4 separate regions of the Mus musculus genome follow, and regions 2, 3 and 4 are each linked to region 1. A link is a contact called in public Hi-C data. All regions are on one chromosome and are shown on one strand. The core of a region is the stretch at or near the end of the contact, and the rest is flanking DNA. Distances in the headings are between cores, read along the strand shown.

What was found. A called contact is a pair of places that touch in the nucleus more often than the background predicts.
Region 2: a Hi-C map of uterus shows a contact between it and region 1, with 3 times the contacts expected there. The contact joins the enhancer-like site here to the promoter of Esr1 in region 1. A contact is called at or near these places in 1 of 39 promoter capture datasets (embryonic stem cells), 4 of 484 Hi-C or Micro-C datasets (all in uterus), 2 of 115 datasets of contacts at active chromatin or transcription factors (embryonic limb bud and large pre-B cells) and 1 of 9 other capture datasets (pancreatic islet).
Region 3: a Hi-C map of uterus shows a contact between it and region 1, with 2.6 times the contacts expected there. The contact joins the enhancer-like site here to the promoter of Esr1 in region 1. A contact is called at or near these places in 12 of 484 Hi-C or Micro-C datasets (adipose-derived mesenchymal stem cells, embryonic stem cells, gonadal supporting cells and 3 more), 4 of 115 datasets of contacts at active chromatin or transcription factors (embryonic limb bud, embryonic stem cells, large pre-B cells and 1 more) and 1 of 9 other capture datasets (adipose tissue).
Region 4: a Hi-C map of uterus shows a contact between it and region 1, with 3 times the contacts expected there. The contact joins the enhancer-like site here to the promoter of Esr1 in region 1. A contact is called at or near these places in 1 of 15 datasets of contacts at CTCF or cohesin (the NIH/3T3 cell line), 2 of 484 Hi-C or Micro-C datasets (both in uterus), 3 of 115 datasets of contacts at active chromatin or transcription factors (embryonic limb bud, embryonic stem cells and large pre-B cells) and 1 of 9 other capture datasets (pancreatic islet).

What each region holds. Positions count from the first base shown.
Region 1 is chr10:4,708,857-4,711,617 of GRCm38.p6, reverse strand. Esr1 (estrogen receptor 1 (alpha)) reads right to left here and starts at 1,460. Exons shown (of 9, transcript NM_001302531.1): 1 at 1,324-1,460.
Region 2 is chr10:5,096,089-5,098,963 of GRCm38.p6, reverse strand. Syne1 (spectrin repeat containing, nuclear envelope 1) reads left to right here. Exons shown (of 146, transcript NM_001347711.1): 125 at 1,285-1,479. Among named protein-coding and RNA genes, the nearest start is that of Gm51757, 230 kb to the left of the region's middle. Within about 2 kb of position 1,438, at least 17 of the 459 cell types and tissues checked have an H3K27ac peak or open chromatin away from gene starts, as enhancers often do. A contact at or near this core is called in uterus, where this site is marked.
Region 3 is chr10:5,138,138-5,140,896 of GRCm38.p6, reverse strand. It overlaps Syne1 (spectrin repeat containing, nuclear envelope 1), which reads left to right. Exons shown (of 146, transcript NM_001347711.1): 106 at 1-85. Among named protein-coding and RNA genes, the nearest start is that of Gm51757, 190 kb to the left of the region's middle. Within about 2 kb of position 1,391, at least 16 of the 459 cell types and tissues checked have an H3K27ac peak or open chromatin away from gene starts, as enhancers often do. A contact at or near this core is called in adipose tissue and uterus, where this site is marked.
Region 4 is chr10:5,115,706-5,118,432 of GRCm38.p6, reverse strand. It overlaps Syne1 (spectrin repeat containing, nuclear envelope 1), which reads left to right. Exons shown (of 146, transcript NM_001347711.1): 115 at 1,311-1,466. Among named protein-coding and RNA genes, the nearest start is that of Gm51757, 210 kb to the left of the region's middle. Within about 2 kb of position 1,467, at least 16 of the 459 cell types and tissues checked have an H3K27ac peak or open chromatin away from gene starts, as enhancers often do. A contact at or near this core is called in uterus, where this site is marked.

The DNA.
Region 1 (2,761 bases), core at 211-2,710:
TTAGCACCAGTGGACACAGATAGGAGGCATCTAGGGCCAGACGAGTGGAGATGGACTATGTATAGGAAGAGCTGCACTTGGAGTCAAGAGAAAACTGCCAGCCTTCAGCTTCCTCTTCTGACAAAAAAATAAAAATAATAATTTTTTTAAAACGCTCCCCAAGAAAGCACAGCCATGGCAATTTTGCCCAGCCTAGCTTTTCTGTTTTTGTTGGACCCCGGTGCCAAATTTGCTTCCTTTAGAAATTCTCATGTGGATATGATTCAGAAAAACCTTCGGTTAGGCACACTTGGGTGTCCCTACCTTCCACAGGTTATGCAACCAAAAATTGGGAAAACCATGCAAGGACTAAGACATTTTCCCATAAAATATCACCTGAGGTCCTTGACTAAAGCTCTGGCGATCCGGTAACCTTGTCTGTCTAACCAGAAACTTTTGAAAGGCTCTCCTACCTTTCAGCTCTTGAATTCTACAAATGGACCTTCTGGGTTCCCTTGGCATAGGGTACACAGGAATCTAATACTCGAATGACAGAGAAGTTAAAATAAGTTTTTTATTCAGTATTGAATTAAATTCTGATTGAGCTCACACACACCTGTTATTGCAAATTTAGAAAAAAATTGCAGCTTGGATAGTTTGTACTTTCTTAATAAACTGCATATGCCCCAACCTAATATCCCCTAAAATAACCATTAGCATATGACTTGAATTGCTAGCCCATATACCCAGGAGAAGTACCTGACACATGCAAATGTCAAGGTTGCTGTTACTAATAGTAACACTTTAAAAATATTTTCTACTAAGCACACTATTTATCTAATTCTTAGAAAAACAGATAATTTTGGATAAACCACAGCTAAGCTGGCTTAAATCTAAAGACAAAGATGAGTTTTAGCACCCATAAGTATCATTGACAGCAAAGGAAGGGTTAAAAATACATTAGGTGAATCGCAGATATTTCTCTTTATGGCCAGCAACCATGACTTTCTAGAGCAATTTTTTCGTAGATGATTTAGTTCCCATAAATCACACTTTCAATTTTCAAATGCCTTTTAAAAAACACATGCAAAAGCAAGCACTTCAGATGAGACTCTTTAAAAATCTGAGCCTGCCAAATTATATATAAATGGCACAGAGAATCCTACAAGTCCGGAAAGCGGGAAAAAAAAAAAAAAAAGCCGCACAGATTTCCCCCCATAGAAAAACAGCACAGCTTCCTTCTCCAGCTAGGAGACAGACACTAAGCAGAAAGGTAAGTTGCTTTCTCAAATCGCTCAAGCTACAGAGAGAGAAAGAGAGAGAGAAATCAAAAGCCGATCCTACCCTGCTGGTTCAAGAGCGTCTTTCCAGAAATGTTCCATGGGTTTGTAGAAGTCAAGGGCTGAGACAGTAAGACGGAAGGAAGGAATGTGCTCGAATGATCGAGTGGCGCGGTGTGTGATCAAGGCAGAGCGTGTGTGGATGTGTTTGTATGTGGAGTGGCAGGGACTCTCGGGAAGCAGCCAGTAGGCAGGGCACTTGGCAGCCCCTCCCGGCAGACAAGGCAGCTGGGCTCCTGCACGAGCTGGATGAATGGCAGCGGGAGTCCGGGAGCCTTGCTGTCTGCTGAGGGACAGCAGTAGCCCCGCTAGAATCAGCATTCCTAGAAGAAACTCCAGCCCCCTTTGCTCCCTACCTGTAGAGCCAGAAATGTCCCGGTGCTTTCTATGGAGAGGGAAACTGAGATGGCTGTGAACCACAGGCTCACAGATAAACTAGAATGCCAGTCAAAGTGTGCAGAGATCAAGTTTATAAACTATGCCAGGATATCTTCTTCCTAAACGATGTCATTTAACAAGAAAAGCCTTCTGGGATACATATGAGTCAAGCCCTCTAGCCCTACTGTTCCCCTGAATAAGATGCTCAGTGACAATGCTACCAATAACATACAAAAGTCAGACTTCGCAATAAATATTTTTGGCATTCCAGGGATATGTTTCCAACTGAAATGCAAGACTCCCTCACTTCATTAGTCAAACCTACCAGCCTCTCTACCAATAGCCTACTGACTACTGTCTGTAAACACATCCCAGAAGAGGCATTATTTTAATCGTAAAGTTGGAACCATAAAATAGCTTTGCGTTAAAGCGATTACACGTTCACAGCTGTAGTTACCAGCATTGGTTGCAGACAGAGATCTTGTACCTCCAGTGCTGTCCCATGGATACACCTGGTTCTCAGTGCTTCTCTCCACCACAGTACAACACAGATTAACAAGGTACTCTGACTGTGTCCTCACCCTGGGTCCCAGGACACAGGAGGCCTAAAGGAGCCTTTGTTGTTTAGTAACTACTTTAGGTATTAAGTGACTCTAATCACAACGCCAGGAGTGGCCGGTCTCCAGCCCTAGGACCCTAGGCAGTTACCAAGAGATATATGAGTGGCACTTGGGCCAGTACAAAGAAAGAAATAGAAAGAAAATACTAATGATATCATGCTGCAACTATACGTTTTTGTGCTTGGAAAGACTCAAGGTCATTATATCGGGACTTAGACAAGTTCCCTCAACAATCAGCAATGACCATAAATATCTAATATATAAATAAGTATCGAGAAGTTGCGGTGTGAGTAATGAAGCATTTGCCTAGCATATGGGGAGTCATGGGTTTGAGATCTAGCACTGTATAGATGAACAAACAAATAAATAAATATTGGGGGAAAAAAGATTGCTAACCCTTTGTTGGTAATAGTGTTGACTCCTGATGACAGGGGCCCCTCCTGT
Region 2 (2,875 bases), core at 189-2,688, 390 kb before region 1:
CAAGAAAAGTCATATGGCCTCAACCAACCCACTCCCAATAGAGAAGGGACTAACTGGGATCTTCTGTCCACATTCAGTTACTAAGGTTATGATTCAAATGTGCAACCACCTTTAAGACTTATATATGTGTGCATAGAGCCAATGACCTCTGGACCAGACTATCTCCACACTTTAGATCCCTAATCAGAAGAAATGTTCTAACCACTTTCTGATCTATTGATCCACAATCTCAGGAGTTATCCCACAATTATCTTTCTCATTGCCACTCACTTCTTGTATTCAGTCGACCTTGAATGCCCATCCCTGCGACCAGAATATCAGGAGTCCCTGCCTTGGTAAACAGTAGTCTAACCTGTCTCATCATATACGGTGCATGCCTTCTTCATTGTACCTTTTACCCATCCAGTGAATATTTTTGCTATAATCAGACACATCACTCCCCTGCTCTAATGGTGTGAAAGCCAGATCCCTAGGTGTGGTAGCATAGTTCTGTAATTCCAGTACTTAGGATGTTAAGACAAGATGATCGCAAGTCCAAGACTAGAATGAGTTACATACCAATGCACTGTCTGAAAAGGAAAAAACAAAGTGTGATTGTGAGAGGGGTCAGCACTTAGGAACACTGACCACTCTTTTGAAGGACTCGAGTTTGATTCCACTTGATTCCCAGCACCTACACAGCAGCTGCCATCACCAATAACATTGGTTCCAGGGCACCTGATACCCTCTTTGTAGTCTCTTCAGGCACTGCATGCACACAGTGTACAGAGATGCATGAAAACAAGGTATTCACATGCATAAAATAAAATAATGTACAAAAACTCCCTTGCAAGCTGTCAGCACCATTCTGCCACATGCACTTCATACTCCAGCCATGGAAAAGTCCGTTGTGTTTTCTGAATTAATCCTCTTTATCTTATAAGGTCAGCACATCCCTCCTTGCTCCTGGTTAGGAGGACATCCTTTTTCTGATCACATTCATCTCATTTTAATCTGATTACAGTTACATGCCTTTCAAGACTCATTGAGCTTTGACCACTTTGAGAGACCTACTGTGTGCACCCATGCCACCCTGTGATTTCTGAGCATTTGTCTTACAAGCAGAGTTCATATTATGTCGAAATTTTACTTCCCATTCATTTCCACTTGATTAATTTAAGATGTCCTTTCTGGACACAAGCATGTGAAGTATGTATGCCAATTCATAAGGTTATCTAAATGTGATTATAATGGGTGAACCAGTAAAGAGAAGACTAAAAAATAAAAGGATCTGTTCCCTTTCAGTTCAAAGAGAAGGTGTTCCTGCGCCAGCAAGGGAGCTACATCCTGACAGTGGAGGCTGGCAAGCAGCTCCTGCTCTCTGCCGACAGTGGCGCCGAGGCCGCCCTGCAGGCTGAGCTCACAGACATCCAAGAGAAGTGGAAGGCAGCCAGCATGCATCTGGAGGAGCAGAAGAAAAAGCTGGCTTTTCTGTTGAAAGTAAGTGCAGTGTAGAATCCCCTCTTAGGAGCTGTGCTGTTTCTGCCTATTGTTTCATCACGATGCACATCATTATAGATCCTTGAGCAGCCCCCTCCAGTGCTTCTCCTCTGTTTTATTTAAGACTCTGTCCTATCTTGCATGAACTGGAAAAGTTTCCCAATTTTCACCTCTTCATCTTTCAGGAAAACCCCCTAACAGAGTAATTTAAACTCTAATAAGGCTGTCTAGGTGATTCATTCTGATTAATGGCCAATGCAGTGCCTTGAAGCATGTGACAGAAAGCCGGCCAGAAACTCAAAGAGCAGATCCCATTCCTTAAATTGTAGACGCTAGACGGTTTTAAAGATCAATATCTCATATTTTATAGCTGGGGAAAAGGCTAACCCAGAATGAGTCTCTTTATTTGCCTTGGTTTATCTAAGCAGGCTGCCATTGGCCGAAAGTCTCCAAGAGGCATCTTAGGCCTTTTTGTTGACCATAGGCACAGTGAACCTGAAGGCACTGAGATTTATCCACATTGCCCATAATGAGCACCTGTCTCTCATGTCCACACTAGCTATAATTTGTCTTCAGTCCAGTTATAAATATATCAACAATGAGGAAACTCATGACCTTATATAATTAATATGTGCTCATAAAAAATGAAAAACAAAACAAAACAAAATAAACAAGTGCCCTAAGTTCAGATTAGGCTGTGTTGAAAACCACTATAGCGTTTTCCTTTTCTTCAGAGTGGGTGTGATTGTAACTCATCTCTATGACTATTGTGAAGATTTGTCAAAAGGATGCCAGGAAATCATGAGTGACACTTGAACGGCAGTAGTTGCCATTCTTTTTTTTTTTTTTTTCCATTTTTTATTAGGTATTTAGCTCATTTACATTTCCAATGCTATACCAAAAGTCCCCCTTACCCACCCACCCCCACTCCCCTACCCACCCACTCCCCCCCTTTGGCCCTGGCGTTCCCCTGTACCGGGGCACACAAAGTCTGCGTGTCCAATGGGCCTCTCTTTCCAGTGATGGCCGACTAGGCCATCTTTTGATACATATGCAGCTAGAGTCAAGAGCTCAGGGGTACTGGTTAGTTCATAATGTTGTTCCACCTATAGGGTTGAAGATCCCTTTAGCTCCTTGGGTACTTTCTCTAGCTCCTCCATTGGGAGCCCTGTGATCCATCCATTAGCTGACTGTGAGCATCCACTTCTGTGTTTGCTAGGCCCCGGCATAGTCTCACAAGAGACAGCTACGTCTGGGTCCTTTCAGTAAAATCTTGCTAGTGTATGCAATGGTGTCAGCATTTGGAAGCTGATTATGGGGTGGATCCCTGGATATGGCAGTCTCTACCTGGTCCATCCTTTCATCTCAGCTCCATACTTTGTTTCTGTAACTCCTT
Region 3 (2,759 bases), core at 142-2,641, 430 kb before region 1:
CACTGGACAGGAGAAGATGACAGGGGACCAAAAGATCATTGTATGCTCCAAAGAAGAAATCCAGCAGCTGCTTGGGAAGCACAAGGTGAGCTGAGACCAGGAAGGCATAGCTGAAATAGCACATTCTCAGGCCCTTACATAGAGGGGTTCGGTATTTCAACCAAATATGCCTGGGTTTTATGCGCTATACTTGTATAATTACACTTCTAAGTGGTCTATTGACATTTGTTCAAATCCCCTAGCATCTAGAGTAAAGAAAAATGGTAATGGGTATTTTTATAACAAGTATAATCAGTAATTTTACTCATTAGTTCTCCATAAATATTAACCCAACTCTCACCATATATGAACTTTAATCAAGGAAAAACTCAAAGCCTTTCCTTAGTGGGACTCAGATTGCTTTTATTCTCTCTCTCTCTCTCTCTCTCTCTCTCTCTCTCTTTTTCTTTTTAAAAGACAGGATCTCATGTAGCTCAAGCTAGCCTCATATAGCTAAAGGTAACCTTGAACTTCGAATCCTCCTGCCTTCACCTTCTGAGATCTGGAATTAAAGGTACATGCAACTAAGTTTATATGGTCCTGAGGATAGACCCCAGGACTTGGTGCATGTGAGACATAAAAGCTCTACCAACTGACCCTATTGTTAGCTACATTCTTAACTCAGTTTCCCCCTGTGTATTTGTTAGGGCCTCTTGCCATCTTGCCCCAGGTGCTCTCTCTCCCCGTCACTGTCCTGGCATAGACTCCTCACTCCACGCTGGGAATACAGGGCTGCCCACTCTGTTTTGGTGTCTGTTACTTGCGTCATTCAGACCTCCTGGCCCTTAAGCACATTCTCCTGTAGTTGCTGTTGGCCTCCAAGATTTTCCTGGGCTTGACCAGAACTTTTACCACGCAATCAGGCTTGGGAACCCAGAGATTGCTTCATCAGTGTGCTTCCAAATGGAGCTCAGGTTCATTACTCCTTAGTGAATAAATAAATATATATTCAACACACACACACTCACACATTCCTATCATAATACATTTTAAGCAATGACTATGCAAAGCTTACCAGGCTACAAACTCAGCCTCCCAGGCTATGGGAATTCCCAGAAGAAAAACAAAACAGTCTCACTGAGTTTTAAATGATTAACAATCTACTGTTCTGTGGCTCTCTGGTGGGCTATTATTGTCAAATTGTTGGGGGAAGGGGACTATACTTTTTTGCTATTTTTCACCCAGAGATTTTCTGTCTAAAGAGTTGTATAATTTATTAAAGCCTTATCATTTGGCTATGAAAACATTGCTTTAAAGTTCACAGCTGTTTTCTCTCAAATCTGACCATAGCAATAAAAGATCGCTCTGAGTTATTCCAGAAGGGAGACTAGGATCAAGGAGCAATAGAATAACAGAAAAGATGCTCAGTTAGGAAAAAGTTTTAAGGGAGTAGACTCCAGCTGCCACTTGGGCTGCACAGGGGCCTCTTTGGTCATGGAAATGCTGCCAAAGCCAGAGCGGGAGGTAAGCTTGTGTTGAAAGCATGCTTGACTGTCAGTGCACATTTGGCTTAGTAGGTCTTTCCCAGCCATACGATCATTTCATCAACTGATGATTGGTTAAAATAATGGTTCTAAAATGGACTTGATGTCACAGGCTTGTGTTGTAATCCCAGCTACTTGGGAGATTGAAGCAGGAGCAATTTCAAGTTCAAGACTTACCTCAGCTAAAGAGAAAGTTGAGCAGGAGTGAATACATGAGTTTTATTTCAAAATAAACAACAAAACAGCATCATAGGCTGCTGGTATACCTCATGGGTAGAGTGGTTGCTTAATGCTCTTGGGCACTGATCTTGATTCCTGGCACAACAAAACAATTATGGTACTGTTGATGACGATCAACCTACCCTTTACTATCCAGTCTATGTTTTGTGGGAGACTTCTACAGCTTTGGTGGGGACAAACTTACAGTCATATAATAGGAATTAAAACCTCAACTCTGATTCCTGTCAGGGCCACCCCTGCCATCTTCCTTCTGATCCCAGTGGAGGCCTCTAAGGGCTCCAGAGTGCTCTCCATGCTCAGGGTTCCATCAGGCCTTCATCCTCAGCCAGGAGGCAGACCTGAAACCTAGACCCCTGGACACATTCACTGCCAGAGGAGAGTTGGCCTACAAGAAGAGTTCTCACCCCAGAACTCAGGAGGTGGATCAGAGCTCCAGACTGCTGGACACTTGCCCTGGAAGAGGAGAGCTTGCCTACAGAGAGTGCTCTGACCACTGGAACTCAGGAGACAGTTGGATTCTCAGGAGTGCTGACAGAGGCTAAAAGAATCAAAGGAGGATCAAGCTCTAACCAGAGACAGCTTGAACATTAAGACCAGAGATTTCCAGATGGTAAAAGGCAAACGTAAGAATTTTACTAACAGAAACCAAGAACACTGGGCATCATTAGAACCCAGTACGCCCACCACAACGAGTCCTGAATACCCCAACACACCCGAAAAGCAAGATTCGGATTTAAAATCATATCTCATGATGGTGGTAGAAGATCTTAAGAAGGGTATTAATAACCCACTTAAAGAAATACAGGAGAACACTGCTAAACAGGTAGAAGCCTTTAAAGAGGAAGCACAAAAATTCCTCAAGGAATTAGAGGAGAATACTGCTAAACCAGTAAAAGCTGTTAAAGAGGAAACACAAATATCCCTCAGGGAATTACAGGAGAACACTGCTAAACAGATAGAAGTCCTTAAGGAACTACAGGCAAACACTGCTAAACA
Region 4 (2,727 bases), core at 218-2,717, 410 kb before region 1:
GTTTGATTCCCAGGACCTCATACGTTGGAATTTGTGCTGCTAGTTTGTAATCCCAAAGTTTAGGACGTAGATCAGGAAGGATCAGAAAGGTATGTTATCTGTGGCTACGTGGTGAGTTCGAGGCCAATGGTATGCTTGAAATCTTATCGTAAAAAAACAGCTGGGTCATAGCAGAAATAAAAATAAAGGGAATAATAACAATTTCAAGAGAAGCATAATACATAAACACTTGACCAACAGCTACTCAACTACAATTTTTTTATCCATATTTGAATCATTGAGCTGGTAAATTGTTATACAAGCATTAGGGCCTGGGCTTGGATCTCCAGCATCCACATAAAAGGCGGGTGTGATGCTGTCTAGAATCCCATCAGTGGAGAGGTAGAGACAGGAGAATCCCTGGGACTTGCTGGGTAAATAAACTTTTAAAAACTGTCTGAATGTTTTGTTTGTGTGCATATCTGTATGCTATGTGTGTGCCTGGTGCTATTAATGAAGGCTAGAGGAGGCATCAGACAAGGAGTTACAGACTGTTGTGAACCACAATGTGGGTGCTGAGAGTTGAACTTGAGTCTTCTGGAAGAGCAGACAGTGTTCTTAAGCGTGGAGCTGTGGCCCCAGACCCTCTATACTGTATGGTCTCAGGAGGAGCTCTGAGCCTTTGGCCGACTTACTTTTCTTTTGTGAACATTTTATTCTCGCAGTTACAAAAGTGCCGTCTAAAGAAAATGAGAATTTCAGACACGAAGAAGCCTGTAGTCTTTCAGAATCACATAGAATCAGAGCATTGGAAAAAGAGAAGATAATACTTATTCTTTTCCATCTTTCCCATTTGAAGAAATTGACAATTATTAAAAGTTTCTCACTTTCTCAGAGTGACACAGCCAAAGAGCAGCAAAACCATGTCTGACTCTCAGGTGCCACCTGTCACAGGCTAGGCCATGTGATTTTTGGAAAAATGACGTTTGGGTTTAAGGATATAATCATATTGCAATTTTGGATATGTATTTCACTCCTTACAGCTTTTTGAAAAAGATATATAATGACATTTCTTTATCTGCGGGATAACCAGTTTTTATATTTTTCAGGGTATGCTAATTTACTATGGATAAAAGGACCTCTTTTTTTTTTTTTTAACATTTAAGTATAGGGAGAAGCATCACTGTGCAGACCCTCTCTTGAGAATTGTCATCTTTTTGGATTAGTATGGGGTTTTAGCACACGAAACTATAATGACTCAATTTCAGTGCACCCTAGAGTTCCATAATAGAACAATTTAAAATAACTATATATATTTTTTAATCTTTCAGGAACTGGAAGATTTGATTAAAGCAAAAGAAAAGGAGGTAGAGAAAATTGAGCAGAATGGCCTCGCATTGATTCAGAACAAGAGGGAGGAGGTCTCTGGCAGTGTCATGAGCACACTGCAAGAACTCAGGCAGACCTGGATCAGTTTAGACCGCACGGTAAGCCTGCTCCTGACACTCAACTCCCAGCTCTCTGAAACTGGGAGTGGATGTTTGCCGAAAGTCACTGAGTAAATAATTATCAAATCTCTACATCACCTCTTGGCACTGTTGAGTCTGTTTGATTAATCTTTCAATTTCTAGTGTTTCCTGTAGTAAGCGGTATTATATATATCACTCTCTTTAAGTGCACCCATCCTCATAGTGAGAGCAAACTTTCGAGGTACAGTTGTTCTCCAATGAGCCTATCCACACACTTAGCCTCTCCCAGAGTTCTAAACCGAGACAGAAAGAGATACATGAGATTAGTAGAGATATCTTTGTGTGTGACCAAAGGGCATTTCAAACTCCTCTGCCTAAAGTAAGGCACGGTTCCCGCCCCACAAACCTACTCAGTTACCGGGAACTCTGCCATGCCGCAACTGCTTGTACAGGCAACCTTCAAAGCCACTTTTCCTTCCTTTCTTTCTTTCTCTAATACTTACACCAAGCTCATCAGAAAATGTTGGCAGATACACTCTCAGAACAGACAGAATCCAGCCTCCTCCTCTGCAGGCACCCTGATTTATGCCCCTTTCATTTCCTGCTTGGATGATTTTCATGATCTCCTTAGCAGTCCCCATCTCAGAAGAGCCAGTCAGAATGAAGTCAAATCATGGCGTTGCCATGCCGAAAATCCCACAGTTGCTTCTGCTCCATAAAGAATGGAATAAGAGCTGCGTGCTGGCCAGGCTTCCCACTGTCGCTCTGGTTCTGTTTCCTGCTGCTGCCCTGCAAGGTCTTTTTGCTTAGCCACACTGGTCTCACTATTGAGCATAGTAGGCATGCCCTGCATGCAGAAACTTTGGATTGTCGGCTCCCTCCTCCTAACATACTATAACTTTCCCTTGTGTGCCTCAGTCTCTGTCAGTAAAAGGTAAAGACATTTGATAATGGACTCAAGAGTGTGTTGAATCTTCCAATAGGAACGGTAAGTGCTACAATGTGCACTATGCCTCTCTATGTAAGGTCATGTGGATCCCTGACACATTGGTGTCTGAATGCTTACTTATCCACTGTGGGGCAAACAGACAGACATGCGTGCACTTATGCTCACATGCTCATATGCACATGGCTATATACACACACATACCACATGCTGATGCACAAGCATGCATACCTACACACATGGATCCACAACATGTACACATACATACACATACATGTACTTACACATACACACATTCACATACACATACATGCATTTACACACACATACATG